3 separate regions of the Mus musculus genome follow, and all the other regions are linked to region 1. Evidence: chromatin contacts called from public HiChIP or PLAC-seq and promoter capture Hi-C data. All regions are on one chromosome and are shown on one strand. Each heading gives the region's core, a stretch centred on a gene start, on an enhancer-like site or on the middle of the called end of the contact. The rest is flanking DNA. Distances are from core to core; before and after follow the strand shown.

Region 1 (4,262 bases), core at 1,163-3,662:
TCTGGAATGTGGAAACTGATAAAAGGAAGGAGGGCTAGTCCTCCCAACGATGCCAGAGCACCCCTACTGGCCTGCTGCCGTCACGTGTACACACACACCCTCTGGGCCACACTCCTGCATATGTGTGTGTGTGTGCGCGCGCGTGCGCACGAGCGCACACACACACCTCTCCCTTTTCCAAAAGCACACACAAATTCCATAGCAGTGAGGGGAGCTGGTTTTCTTGGCAACACAAGGGCCTTGGGTTCCACAGCTCTGGGAGAAGGGGGCGGGGGGCTCTAAGGGATCTAAGGTGACTGGTTCCTTCACATAAGATTAGGACCTGCCAGTGGTCAAGAATGACTTTAGGCACTTACCCAAGAGAACTGTGCTGGGGGTGGTTAGGTAGGAACCACTTCCTGCTGCCAAATGGAGCCCCACTTTCCTGGGACTCCAGTTGAACCTAGCCACAAAAATCCTGGCTCTTCCTTAGTACTTATCCTAACTAACCCAGGCTGGGGATATCTGGAATGGCAGTGACTCTGTGTGTGTGTGTGTGTGTGTGTGTGTGTGTGGTGTGTGTTGTGTTGTGTGTGTGTGTGTGTTGTGTGTGTGTTGTGTGTGTGTGTGTGTGTGTGTGTGTGTGTGTGCATGTACCTAAGCATGTGCCTGACTGTCTGTCTGCCTGCCTGCCTGCATGCATGTCTGGCTATCTCTCTTGGCCCCAGGGCTATCTGCCAGAGAGGACTTGCTCAGGAAAGTATAAGTCTTACAGTGTCTGAGAAGCCTCTTGTACTCTCTCTTCTCCCACCACTTCCAGAGAGTGGTCTCCAAACACTCTGCCACAGTAACCTTCTGCGTAGTGCCCTCTTTACCCACAGATCTCAGGTGGCTGTTCTGGTGTGCAACTCTGAGGCTTGGCAAGTTGGGGACAAGCAGCGTCTGTCCCCCTCCCTGGGCTGGCATGTGTGCTCCTAGGTCCTTTCCTCTCTGGATGGGAGATGCTAGATAATGGTCTGGAGGGAATCCAGTTGGGCTGCTCATTACCAGAGCCCTCTTCCTGCCTCTGACACTCTGTTTACAGAAGTTCCCCGGGGGCTGATTCCCCTGGGAGAGGACAGTAAACTCTAGGGACTACCCTCCCATCCCCCACCTGCCTGCTCCAGCTCATGCTAACAGCTGGGTCCATACTGGCCTTCACTGCCCATACCAATGTAGCCCCTCACAAGGCTCCAGCCCACCCACATCTCTGCTTTCCCAGCAGCCTAGGGGGAAGGGACCTTTTACCTTTTAGCCAGACCCTCTCCCCTAGGAACTCTTGACCCAGATAGGGAAGAAGGCTCTCTTGGTGCCTCTTCCTGGAGCATCACCTACTATTAATGCAAAAAACAAGCAAGGGAACTCCTGAGCCTTGGGTTTCTTCTACTGCAGAGGCTGCTTCTGGGATCCAATAGAAGCAGTCAATGACCCTGGTGTGGTAATCGTTAACGAATGGGGGTGAGGTAGTGTGGTTGGCACCAATCAGCTGGCCTGCCTGTGACCACAAGGAACCTAAGCAGTCCTCTGGCCCCAGAGCTGCAAGCTGGGGAACACAAAGGACTAGACTGGCTATAGGCCATTGGGTCTGCAGCCCAAGCAAAGCCCATTACTGGTAGAGATGAGATGCGCTGATACTGGAGCACTAAAGATTATGGTTAGCCAAAGTTCATCCCTCACCTGGGGGTACACCTATCAATCTCCCCATTCCCGGTCCTCTCCAGGCTTGCCTGTGTATTCGTGGCTTCTGCCATGTGTGACAAGGCCCAGAGGATCCCAAGCAACCATTCTGCACAAGGGCACCAGACTGTCTGACCCCCGTGAGGGAAAAGTAACCAGACTACGGCTGGGCCATCCCCTAAAAGAGGGTTGATTCATAAAACTGGTCACGCCAGAGGGCCCAGTCGTGGGAGGAGGAAGCAAGGGAGGGGGTGTTTATTTTGTCTACTCAGAGCCTCACGGGTAGGTTAGCCATGTACAAACGCACGCCCTGGCTCTCCCGAGGGTCAACGGAGGCCCCTGAACCCACTCAGGAAGGGGGGTGCAACTGGACGTTCCCGCCCAGGTAACCGCCCGAGGCGGGGATAAGCCCCTCGCTCCGGCAGTCGCAGTCCCACTGGAGAATGTGCTAGTGTGCTGTTCCAGTGTGATCAGCTCCGCCTGTCGCCCCCACCCTCGCCCCTAGACACTCACCAGGAGACGACTGCGGCTGAAGGAGCCAGGCGGTGCGGTCCAAGGCCTCAGTGGGGCCTCAGTCCTTCACCTCTGGCCGGTCCTGAGAGGTCCGGGGTCCCGGGATCCAGAGGCTGCTGCGTCCCGTCCCGGGCTGGGGTTTCCCAGCCCCGGTCTCTGGCTCCGGCTCCAGACTCGAAGTTGACTCGTAAGAGGCTGGTCTCTGCTTAAGATGTAGGAGTGGGTGGGACCGTCTGTACCGAGGGCGGGGCTTCCTCCAATTGGCTGAGGCGGGGTTTGACCAAGCCTATACACACCCACCTCCTCTGAATGGGTCATTGCACTAAGCAGGCCTAGTCTGCACCTAGATATACCTCCAGATCCCAGTGAGGAGTGATTTTATTAGGCTGGCTTAAGTCTATCTTTTGCTGTGTGACATTTGGACAGGCTCCTGCTTTTTAACTGAAAAATATCTGGTGACACAAATTCAAGAAGTGGACATTAGGGTCAGTAAAGAGCTGGAGAAGCAGAGGTAGATTGTAGGGGCCAGCAGGGATGATGGCTGAGTCCCCATGACCAACCCAGTCTGCCAAAACTGAGGATTTTTCATACAAATCTAGATTTTTTAGGCGTAATCTCACAATGTGTTTTTGTTGTTAGCTAATTCCAATTTCAAAAGCTAGAAAGGCCACATGAAGTGGTTCCAAGAGCCTCTTATATAAAATCTCTTAATGCTGGACTTGAGATCTTTGTAGCCATGACAGCATCCCTGGTCACCTTCCCCAGCTCTAAATGAGAGACTGGGACCTAGGAGCATATGTCAGCTCAAGCCCCTCAGTTACTGAAAGCTTCAAGACTAGAATATGCCTGGGATGGGAGGCAGGATTGGGGACGTCATCAGCAGTAGGAGGGACCTAGGTGTTTGTTGACAGCAGCCCTTGATTAAGCAGGAGGGTGCTGTGCCAGGGGCTGGTTCAGAAAAAATCCCCTGCCTTGTAGGATTCCAGGAAAATGGTCATCCTCTCCACCCCACCCCACCCCCATGGTTTGTGGTTAGAGTCAGGCCTCAGGGCCTTTGGGGACCCAACTCAGCTCCTGGATTTCACCATCATATCCCTTTCCCGCCGGGTCTGTATTGAAGGCCTTGTCTGGGTCACACTATCTGGAGGCTTATCTGGCCTCAGCTGGTACTTGTGTTGTAAAGGCAGGGCATCCACACCCCCACAATTGGGGGCAGGACTGACCCCAGGTGTTTCATTTGGCCTGTGTGGCAGGTTTGAAAGTTGGATGTCATTTCCAGAATTGAAAATTTGGGTGATTTCACATGACAATTAGTTTTCCGAGCTTGTCTTAAACAGGACGTCTTTGAAGGCTGGGTGGCAACTGTCCCCAGATTCACCAATCTTCTGGATGGCAGGCTCCTCAAGCCCCGAGTGTTGTAAGTCAGGTCTGTCATCCCAGCTGCTCTGAAGACTGAGGCAGGAGGATCACAAATTCAAGGTCAGCCTGAATAACTCCTTAAGACCTTTTTCAAAATAAAACTCTGAAGGTTTAACTCAGTGGTAGAGCACTTGAGATAAATAAGGCCCTAGATCAATATCCAGTACCAGCAAAACAGAGGGAATACACAAGTGCTCTGTGACTTCCAGTCAGACTGTCCCAAGCCACTTCCCATGAACCATGAGGCCTCTGAGGCCCCATCCTCCTAGAACTCACAGCTTCCAGTATATCCCATCTTGTCCAGTCTCTCATTGCTCTCCAGGTACCACCCAGGTCCCCACAAGGGAAGAGAGTGTGGGATGCTTTTGGCCCAGCCTGGATGGCAGTGACAGATCTATGGGATATATGGCATGAATGGAGGGGATAGCGGAGATGTTCAAGAGCTGCTGTCCCCCAGCAACACTATCCCTGTTCTTTCTTTCTTTCTTTTTTTTTTTAAGATTTATTTATTTATTATATGTGAGTACACTGTAGCTGTCTTCAGACACTCCAGAAGAGGGCATCAGATATCGTTACGGGATGGTTGTGAGCCACCATGTGGTTGCTGGGATTTGAACTCTGGACCTTCGGAAGAG
Region 2 (4,262 bases), core at 638-3,137, 620 kb before region 1:
CTCTGTAGCCCACGTAGGGTCTTTTTTCAAACTGTTCTTGTCTGTGGTATCAAAAGGTTAGACCAGCTTCCACTGGCTAATACTTTAGGATACATCATGTAGTACTACTATGATGCCAACTGCTGCTCTTTTGTTCTGTAGCAGCAGTGATCAATCACTAATATGAGTGATGTACAAGTGTATCTCTCTGGTTCCCATTTCTTGTATCACCAATTGCAGGCAGGGAACTGATCAAAATGGCACAGGCAAGTGAGCGCCCCGGAGGCCACTCTAAGCCAGCCTTCCTCAGTCACCAGGTCCCATGCTCCTTGGGTGAGTGCAGCATGAGGAATATGCAATGTGAGTCACAGTAATAGTCCAGCATGGCGGCACACACCGAGAAGCCTGGGTGCTTTGGAGGCTGAGGCAGGAGCATCACTGCAAGGTTCGGGCCAAGACGGGCTACAAAGAGAATACCAACCTAGCCAGGTCTGCATAGCAAGACACTGTAAAACAAACCAATAATGCTACTTCAATAACTCAGTGGGTATAGGCACTTGCCAAATGGCTTGAGTTCAACCCACATGGTAGAAGGAAAGAACCAACTTCTTCAAGCCATCCTCTGACTTCTATTTATGTGTGGTGGATCACAAACACACACATACACAAATAATCAATGTAAAGAAATTAAAAGGCAAAATCCCACAGAAACAATCATAGTTCATTTTATTTAAATCAAGTCAGCTCAGGGAATAAAAGACCAATCCCATCTTGGTCCCCTATGCTGGCCTGGATTTTTGGAGGGTCACAGACCTGACTGTAATTAATTCCCTTCTGTTGTTCTCCAAAACAAACCTCAGGATTTCTTGTCTAAAGGAGGTAATGGGATACAATCTGTCCCCTTCATCAACATTCTGCAAGTATATTTAACAAGCTAGCTCTAGAAGCTTCCAAATGGAGATTTTGAGACATTTGCTAAACTGAACTGTTACACCTTGAATGACAGTGCACACTTGGAGGACAACAGGGGTGGCTTGCCAGTGTCCTGCCTTTCAACTCTAGGGACTTTGAACAGAATACTCTGCCACCCACTGCAGCTAACTCCCACTCTTAGTTCAGATTCTATTCCTTGCAAGATGAAACAAAACTCCTGCTGGAAGCCTCTGCAATTCTGTGCACTAATTTTCAGAGCAGATACTGTTACTGTTATATGTGTGTGTGTGTGTGAACACATATACACAAATAACGTAAAGAAATTAAAAGATGAAACCCCACAGAAACAATCTCAGTTCATTTTATTTAAATGAACCCAGTTCAGGGAATAAAGACCAACTCCTTGGTCCCCTATGCTGACCTGGCTTCGTGGATGTGTGTGTGTACACGCGCGCACTCGCGCGTGTGCGTGCGCAGGTAGGCTGAAGGATCCCAGGTATCACTTCCTAACACCCAGGTGGGGTTAGACCCCTCCAAAAATCTTCCTCGGCTACTTCGAGGGCAGACCCACCCTAGCCTCGCCCCCGGCTGATCTGAGCTCGCCCCAGACCACCCAAAGACAACCGGCTAAGAGTTGCTCAACCTCAATCTCAGCCCCACCCCCATTCCCGCTCGGGCCCACCTTCCAACCCCCAGTTCCTGCCAAGGACCGCCCTCTGAGCCCCGCCCCCAAGCCAGTCTAGGCTTCGCCTCCAAGTTGCCAGCTCCAGCTCCAGGAACTGTTTAAAACGCTCCCCAGTCAGGCCCAACCCGGCCCGGTCCGCCTCTAACCCTGCCCCACCGTACTCCCCGCCCCGCGGGCACCATCTTGCCCCGCCTCCTGGGCCGGAACATAGACTAGCCCCCGCCCACATCTTACCTCCTAGTTGCCACGCCTCCTCCGTCTCAGGCCTCGCTTCCGCCCGTTTCCAGGCAACCCTGGCCCTGCCCCGCGATGGCGCCTGAGGACCACGAGGGGGCCACGTCTCTGCTGCAGAGTTTCGAGCGCCGCTTCCTGGCGGCTCGCGCGCTGCCCTCCTTTCCCTGGCAGGTGGGCGGCGGGCGTGCGGCGGGTATCAGGGTCGAGCACCACGGGCGGCGGGGCCGGGAGTCTCGGGCCGCCTTTGCTCACCGCTGGACTGGGGGAGGCAGGCGGGCCCTTCCCCGGCAGGGTTTACAGGGTCACGAACCGGGCTGGATTATTTTAGCAACTTTTAAGCCAGTAATCGGTCATCTTGGCGACTGCAAAACAACTTTGAAAAACTAAACGTCTTCAAATGGCAAGAGCCGCGCTCTCCTGAAAAGGAGGCCAGGTCCCCATCCGAAGGGCAGGCTTCAGGCAGAACCGTCTCAGAGGGAGTTCGGACTGAAAATGGTGCTTCCCTGTGGCCTGGGGACCTGCAGCTCGGACGCGAGGATCCTTTAGAGCGTGCCTCGCTGTTAACTCTTGTGCGGTGAGCTCACCGGCATGAGTTACTATAGATTTGTATTCCTCCAGAGTCTACCCGGTTTCGTTGGGTGGTTTGGGTAGTTGTATTATTTCATCGACATAAAATATCTCTGGTCTTAACGCAAAACGAAACCCGAATAACATATAAGTCCTTATTCAATGTCAACTGTAATAATAGTTCATGTGCTGTGCTAAGTACTTGCTCAGGGTCACCCACAGTGCACAGCACTGGCGTCTGTGGTCACTCCATTTGACCAGGAGTTTAAGAAGGAAAGAATCAGAGCTCTGGCCGGGGAGGCCAGCTTCCTGCTTATAGTTCTAATTCAACCCCCTGTGTGCTGTGGGACTTTACAAGAGGCTACATCTCTGTGCCATCATTTCTAATTAATACAGTAAAGGATACAATGATAGCAGCCTCTTGCTACTAAACAGCTGGACTTCTTTTCCTTTGCCCAGCTAGAAATCATAGATAGACAAAAAGTTCTGGGAGTGCTGATCTCTGCTGACTGTGTTTTTCTGTGCCGGCTGTAGGCAGACAAGACCAGTAATTGCAGGTTTCTTGAGTGTAGGGCCCTTGGCCCTCCGGGAGTTCTTAGGACATTTTTGGCTGCGAGCTTCCCAGCAGGCCAAGGTATTGGATTTCTTCAGCCCTTGGCAGCAGCCCTTAGAAACATACAGCTCTTGTGCAGGTCTTGGAAGTGCGGATTCATTAGCTCTTGACCATGGCCAGCCTGTCTGCTTTTACAATTCTGCCGTCCACTGTTGAGCCTTGACTGGGTCTGCTTTCTCCTTGTTACCCCCGCAGCCCGCACTACTAAAGTAGGCAAGAGACTCTTCCCAGGAGGTAGCGCGGGAGGGTTCCTTACAGTCTACTCCCTCTTTGACCACAGCAGCAGGCTGTGTAGGTGTCTGAACCAATCACGGCTTTGCCTCTTGTTCCATCCCAGCCATCCTTCCGCTACGCCACTAGGGGGCGTGCTCCCCTCTGTCCCACAGGAAATGAGTGCAGAGCAATACACTGTACACCCAGGTTTGTAACAGCAAAAAGTTTCAAACAGCCCCGGCTGAGCCCGCAGCTTCAGCAGTCATGACAATCAGGTCTGGTTGTCTAAGGGTGTTTATGGAGTGTTCAGGCAGCCAAGGCTGGTATAAGCTGTCAGACTGACAATCCTTTTGCTGAAGGCAACCAAGGTAGAAAGGGAGAGTCCCACAGCTCCAAATTAGGGAGTCATACTGCCCCATCCCCCAAACTGTAGCTTATGTATAGGAGAATGAACATAAGAGCGCTTCTACCAAGAACCTAAAGACTATCATGAACACGAATTGTGGACTTAACCGCCTGATTACTGTTGCTCCTGTATACTGTTGGCAGCCCCTCCTGTATCTCACTTTGTGGGAGTACGTGGGTACAAACCCTGACTTCCACCTGACTGTGGAAGTGCACTGAGTGCCTCCTAGCAGTTACTGGGTCAGTAAGTATTTACTGAATGCCGTCCATGAGCTGCACACCAGGGCACATCATAACACATGAGAAGCCAGCCCTAAAACAGTAAGGAACCAGAAGACACCAGGCAAAACCATGTGTGGCAGCTCATGCCTATAACCACAGCTTGGGGTCCTAAAGCAGGAGAGTCTGTGGATTAGAGGCCAGCCCCAGCTACAAGATGAGACCCTGTCTCAGACGGATGAAAAAATAAACAAGGAAATGACAAACAAAGTAGAGTCATCAAAGGCCTCCCCAAAGAGGTACTTGAACTGCTACCCAAGCCCCAGGGATGGTCTCAGAGAAGAGGGAGCAAAGGTCTTGTGGTAGAAACATGGTTGCCGTGCTTAAGAGCAGCAAGCCAGCTGCTGTGGCCAC
Region 3 (4,262 bases), core at 1,257-3,756, 590 kb before region 1:
CAATCTGAAAACCCCAAAATCATCATCGATCAAGAGCTCTTGAGTTAAGACGATGGCTCAGTAGGTAAAGAATTTGCCACCCAAGCATGAGGACCAGACAAGGGTGCTGGATCCCTGGAACCTGGGTTACAGATAGCTGTAAACTCCTATTGTAGATGGTGGGAGTGAAACCTGGGTCCTCTGCAAGAACAGCAACCGAGCACTGAGCCACTGCTCCGGCAGCCTGCACACTCGTTTGTTTTTCCTATTACTGTATTTATTACCTGACAGTTTCATGACTGTGTATGTGTGATGCATTCTGATCACTCCCCACTCTCTTCCTTAGCTCCCTCCTCACCTGTCAGTCATCCCTCTGTACCGGTTTCCCCTCCAAGTGCTCCCTCCTGGTCTCATCTTTTTTTTTTCTTTAGTGACTGAGTTTAACTACAGTTGCTTATAATAACCTAAGTGAGAGGTTGTTTATTGAAGAATGGGCCATTTATTAGTGGATACACTGGAGAAGAAAAATAACCTCCACCCCCAACAACCATTAACTGCCAACAGCTCCTTAGCTAGGGACGGCTCCCCTGTGAATCCACCCCCCTCCCCCCGCCCATGCTACAGTGTTGGCAGCCTTGCCCCGGTCTTGTATAGCTGCAAGTTCACGAGTGCAGCAGCCCTCCCCATGTTTTTATAGGCTATGCACACAGAAGTATTAAATACATTTAATAATTTGTTCATTTTGTATGTGGGCTGGAAATCAAATCCAAGACCTCACTGAGCCACACCCACAACCCGATGTGTGCATGTTTAAAAGACCAGCAAGAGACCTGCTATGATAATGGTGATTCTCACAGAAGGAAAGAGCAGCTGGCACATACCTGGAGGAAGATGTAGGCTGCAGGGTCCATGCGCATCATCTTCCACAGCAAGTACACTGCCTGAAATACAACCTTGACTCCATACTGGAGAATTCGGGGCCCAGCTGCAAGTCAGAAAACATCTGTCTCTACAAAAGAGCTCTTGGCACTGAGAGTCCCTTCATCTTCCCAATACGCAACCATCCCTACCCCTAGTCAAGAACCTGGAGTTGACTGGTCCTACCTCCCAGGCCCCGCAGATCTGTCAACTTCACAATCCGAATCCTATCATTCTGCAAGAGTTCATCTCGAGGTTTGGAGTCTGCAAATGCAAATGAGCCCTTTCAGGTATCAGAAATAGCCAGTTACAGTCAGCTGGGTGTGTTCCTTCACATCTGTAATTCCAGTACTTGGAAGGATAAGGCAGGATAAAGTGTTCAAAGCCAGCATGTGCTACAAAGCATGCCCATCTCAAGTAAACAAGGTGGAAGGAAAATAACACCTATCAAAACCTCACAGGTCCCCAGTACCCAGAATAGAAAATGAGGTCACTTTGTGTTCTTCTATAGAATACCCTCGAAGGGCATTCATCATACCTACTTAATTTAACCTGATGACTGGCATGCAATAGGGACCCAATTTAACTGATAAAGAGTAGAACTCCTGGATGGCAGTCTGCCCTAGGATAGCACTCCACACGGGGACCAATAAGGGCTATTTCCACTTTCCCTTAGATAGAGCTGGGCCACCCCCAAGTTCGCAGATCCAATTTGAGGTGCCCAGCACGTGTTCGAGGATAGTTATGAATGTCCCCAACATGCTAGCAGATTTCATATGACTGTGTCAAAAGGTTGGATACCTGAGGGGCTACTAAAGTGCATGCCTTTAATCCCAACACTCTAAAGGCAGTAGCAAGTGGATCTCTGTGAGTTCAAGGACACTCTGGCCTACATAGTGAGATCCAAACCAGCTAGAGGCTGCATAGTAAGAGTGAACCCCTGAAAAATCATCCACGTGGACATGATGAGGGAGTGGACACCTCTGCCTACACCTTAGGGGACAAGAGAACCATCCACAGCAAGAAAAGCTCTGCGGCTGGACAAGGGATGTGAAGAAACATTCAGCCTGCCAACTCAGTGACAAAGGCAGCATGAGGAAGTGGTGACCAGCACTAAGGTCTCACACACCAGGGTTGCAGCCTGTCTGTGCACTACCTAAACAAAGCAAGTGACAGACACTTTTGCAACCGATCTATTTGTAGTCCTCACGTATGGTAAACGGCGACTGACGCCCGCTGCTCCCAGACACCAGAAAACAGCGGTCCAGACCAGAACAGGCAGGAGAGGAGCACAGCTGCTCCCGCCTCTGTCCCAAAACAGGGAGAGTCAAGGCTCCTGATTGAGCCTCCCTCTCAGGTCCCCGCCACTCACTGTAGAACCCCAGCAGCGTCACCGAAAAGCCGCTCTGGGCCAATGACAGCGCGTGGTACTGCATGCGGGGGCTGCGGCCCACGTCGCCCAGCACCACGACGACCATGTGCCGGGCCCTGCCCGTTTGCCGCCCACGCTTCCACAAGCCCAGCAGCAGCACCAGCAACAGCAGCGCCAGAACCAGCAGCGCCACGCAGGACGCTGCCATCTTGGCCGGCCGGCGCCGAGCACGTGACCGGGCCCGGAAGCCTCGCTATGCGCAAGCGCACACCCCAGACCCTGCCCAGGGGGAGGTGATTATGAAATCGCCTCTTTACGAAGGAGGAGGCGGAGCCTTGGATAAGGCGAGGTCTGGGAGAAAAGGAAAGAGAATTTGGAAGATGGGGGCGGGCTCTGAACGGGGGGGCGGGGCCTGGAAAGGGTAGGAGGCCTTTGAAGAGTTACTTAAGGAGCCCAAGAATGGACTTAGCCATGCCAAGTTCTCTGAAGTGTGTTTTCCCCTGTGAAAGTAAAGCTGTACCTTTATTGGAGTCTAAGAACTTCTTTTAAAGACCGCTAAGATAAATTTCAAACTATAATAATGATGATAATGATTACCTGCTGCTAGAGTACACTTCTCAGCTTCCCTTACGGACTGTGAAGTCATTTCTACCCCTATAGGAGGCCATATCTCATCTTCTGTGAGTATCTTAGCCATCTACACAAAAATGTACCCTCACCGTACATGAACTTGTCTCGGCTATGATCAGACCCAGCCTCTTTTATCTACTCTCTCAGTAGCTGCCTTTAATAATCTAACAAGAGAGATTAAATTTTAGATGAGAGGCTGATGAGTTTTCTTCAGGTAAAGGTGTTTGATGCTAAAGTAGGGTACCATCTCAGGAAGGAGAGAATCAACTCTCTACATCCTCTGACTTCCACGCTCCTGCTGTGACACACACAGCACCTCCCTTGTACACTAAATAAATAAAAACAATTTGGATGAATTTCCTAGTTTTGTTGAGGAAAGAGGCCATTCCCTGAGAAGTGAATGTATAAACAAGATCATGGCTACACATGGAAACCGATCTTTGTTGGTAGAAGGCAAGAGACCATAGGGCCTCTGGCTCTTTAGCAGAGGTGCCTTCCAGTGAGAAAATTTATTAAGCAAAATGTTTATCTCTTCATTTGTTAAGATGCATGCACATTGAATACAACAATTCAAATACAAAAGAGAGGAAGCAGGCATAGTATAGCCTGTAATTCTGGCACTGTGGAGGAGAAGCCAAGGTCATCCTCGACTCCATAGAGAGTTCAAGACCTGCCTGGGCAGCTTATGACAAGAACTCAAAAAAATAAGGGGCTGGATAAATGACTCAGCAGTTAAGAGCTCTTACTTGCAATCATGACAGGAGTTCAAATCCTGACACCCATGTAACAAGCTGGATGTCACCACAAAACCTATAATCTCAGCTGTGAGGGGCAGAAACAGAAAGCTCACTAAAGCTTGTTGGCTTTCAGCTTATAAGGAGAAAAAGGAGACTCAAGTTTAGGGAGAGACGAATAGACAATGGGTTATAGAGAAAGAAAGGAAGGGAAAGAAGGAAGGGAGGGAGGAAGGGAGGGAGGGAGGGAAGAAGGAAGGAAGGAAGGAAGGAAGGAAGGAAGGAAGGAAGGAAGGAAGGAAGGGAGAACTTTTTAAGTATGGGCAATAAAGGGAGAAAGAAAGAGATGCATAAGATAATGATAGTGGCATGAACTCTAGAGTTCCTGACTTTGCCAGCTAGAAAAGTACTGCTGTGTGGGGAGCTTTGGGGGCTGCATGGCAGGAATCTGACATTGGCCAAGGACAAGGAAATGGGCTTGGGGCAGGAATCTGACATTAGGCCATGACAAGGAAGTAAGTTCAGGCAGGAATTTTTTTTATTAGATATTTTCTTTATTTACATTTCAAATGCTATCCCGAAAGTTCCCTGTACCCTCCCCAGTCCTGCTCCCCTACCCACCCACTCCC

What was found. Promoter capture Hi-C pulls out the DNA fragments that hold promoters and counts their contacts. HiChIP or PLAC-seq counts read pairs in DNA pulled down with a chosen protein or histone mark.
Region 2: an HNF4G HiChIP or PLAC-seq map of pancreatic cancer cells shows a contact between it and region 1. The contact joins the promoter of Eef2kmt here to the promoter of Vasn in region 1. A contact is called at or near these places in 1 of 39 promoter capture datasets (cranial neural crest) and 1 of 115 datasets of contacts at active chromatin or transcription factors (pancreatic cancer cells).
Region 3: a promoter capture Hi-C map of second pharyngeal arch cranial neural crest shows a contact between it and region 1. The contact joins the promoter of Alg1 here to the promoter of Vasn in region 1. A contact is called at or near these places in 3 of 39 promoter capture datasets (cranial neural crest, pre-B cells and second pharyngeal arch cranial neural crest) and 1 of 115 datasets of contacts at active chromatin or transcription factors (pancreatic cancer cells).

What each region holds. Positions count from the first base shown.
Region 1 is chr16:4,638,095-4,642,356 of GRCm38.p6, reverse strand. Vasn (vasorin) reads right to left here and starts at 2,412. Exons shown (of 2, transcript NM_139307.3): 1 at 2,209-2,412. All of the region lies in intron 9 of Coro7 (coronin 7), which reads left to right.
Region 2 is chr16:5,253,581-5,257,842 of GRCm38.p6, reverse strand. It overlaps Eef2kmt (eukaryotic elongation factor 2 lysine methyltransferase), which reads left to right and starts at 1,887. Exons shown (of 8, transcript NM_027446.2): 1 at 1,887-2,002. The coding sequence starts at 1,907. It overlaps Gm15983 (a long non-coding RNA gene), which reads right to left and starts at 1,880. Exons shown (of 3, transcript XR_003951974.1): 1 at 1,832-1,880.
Region 3 is chr16:5,231,865-5,236,126 of GRCm38.p6, reverse strand. It overlaps Alg1 (asparagine-linked glycosylation 1 (beta-1,4-mannosyltransferase)), which reads right to left and starts at 2,506. Exons shown (of 13, transcript NM_145362.2): 1 at 2,270-2,506; 2 at 1,084-1,161; 3 at 861-964. The coding sequence starts at 2,477.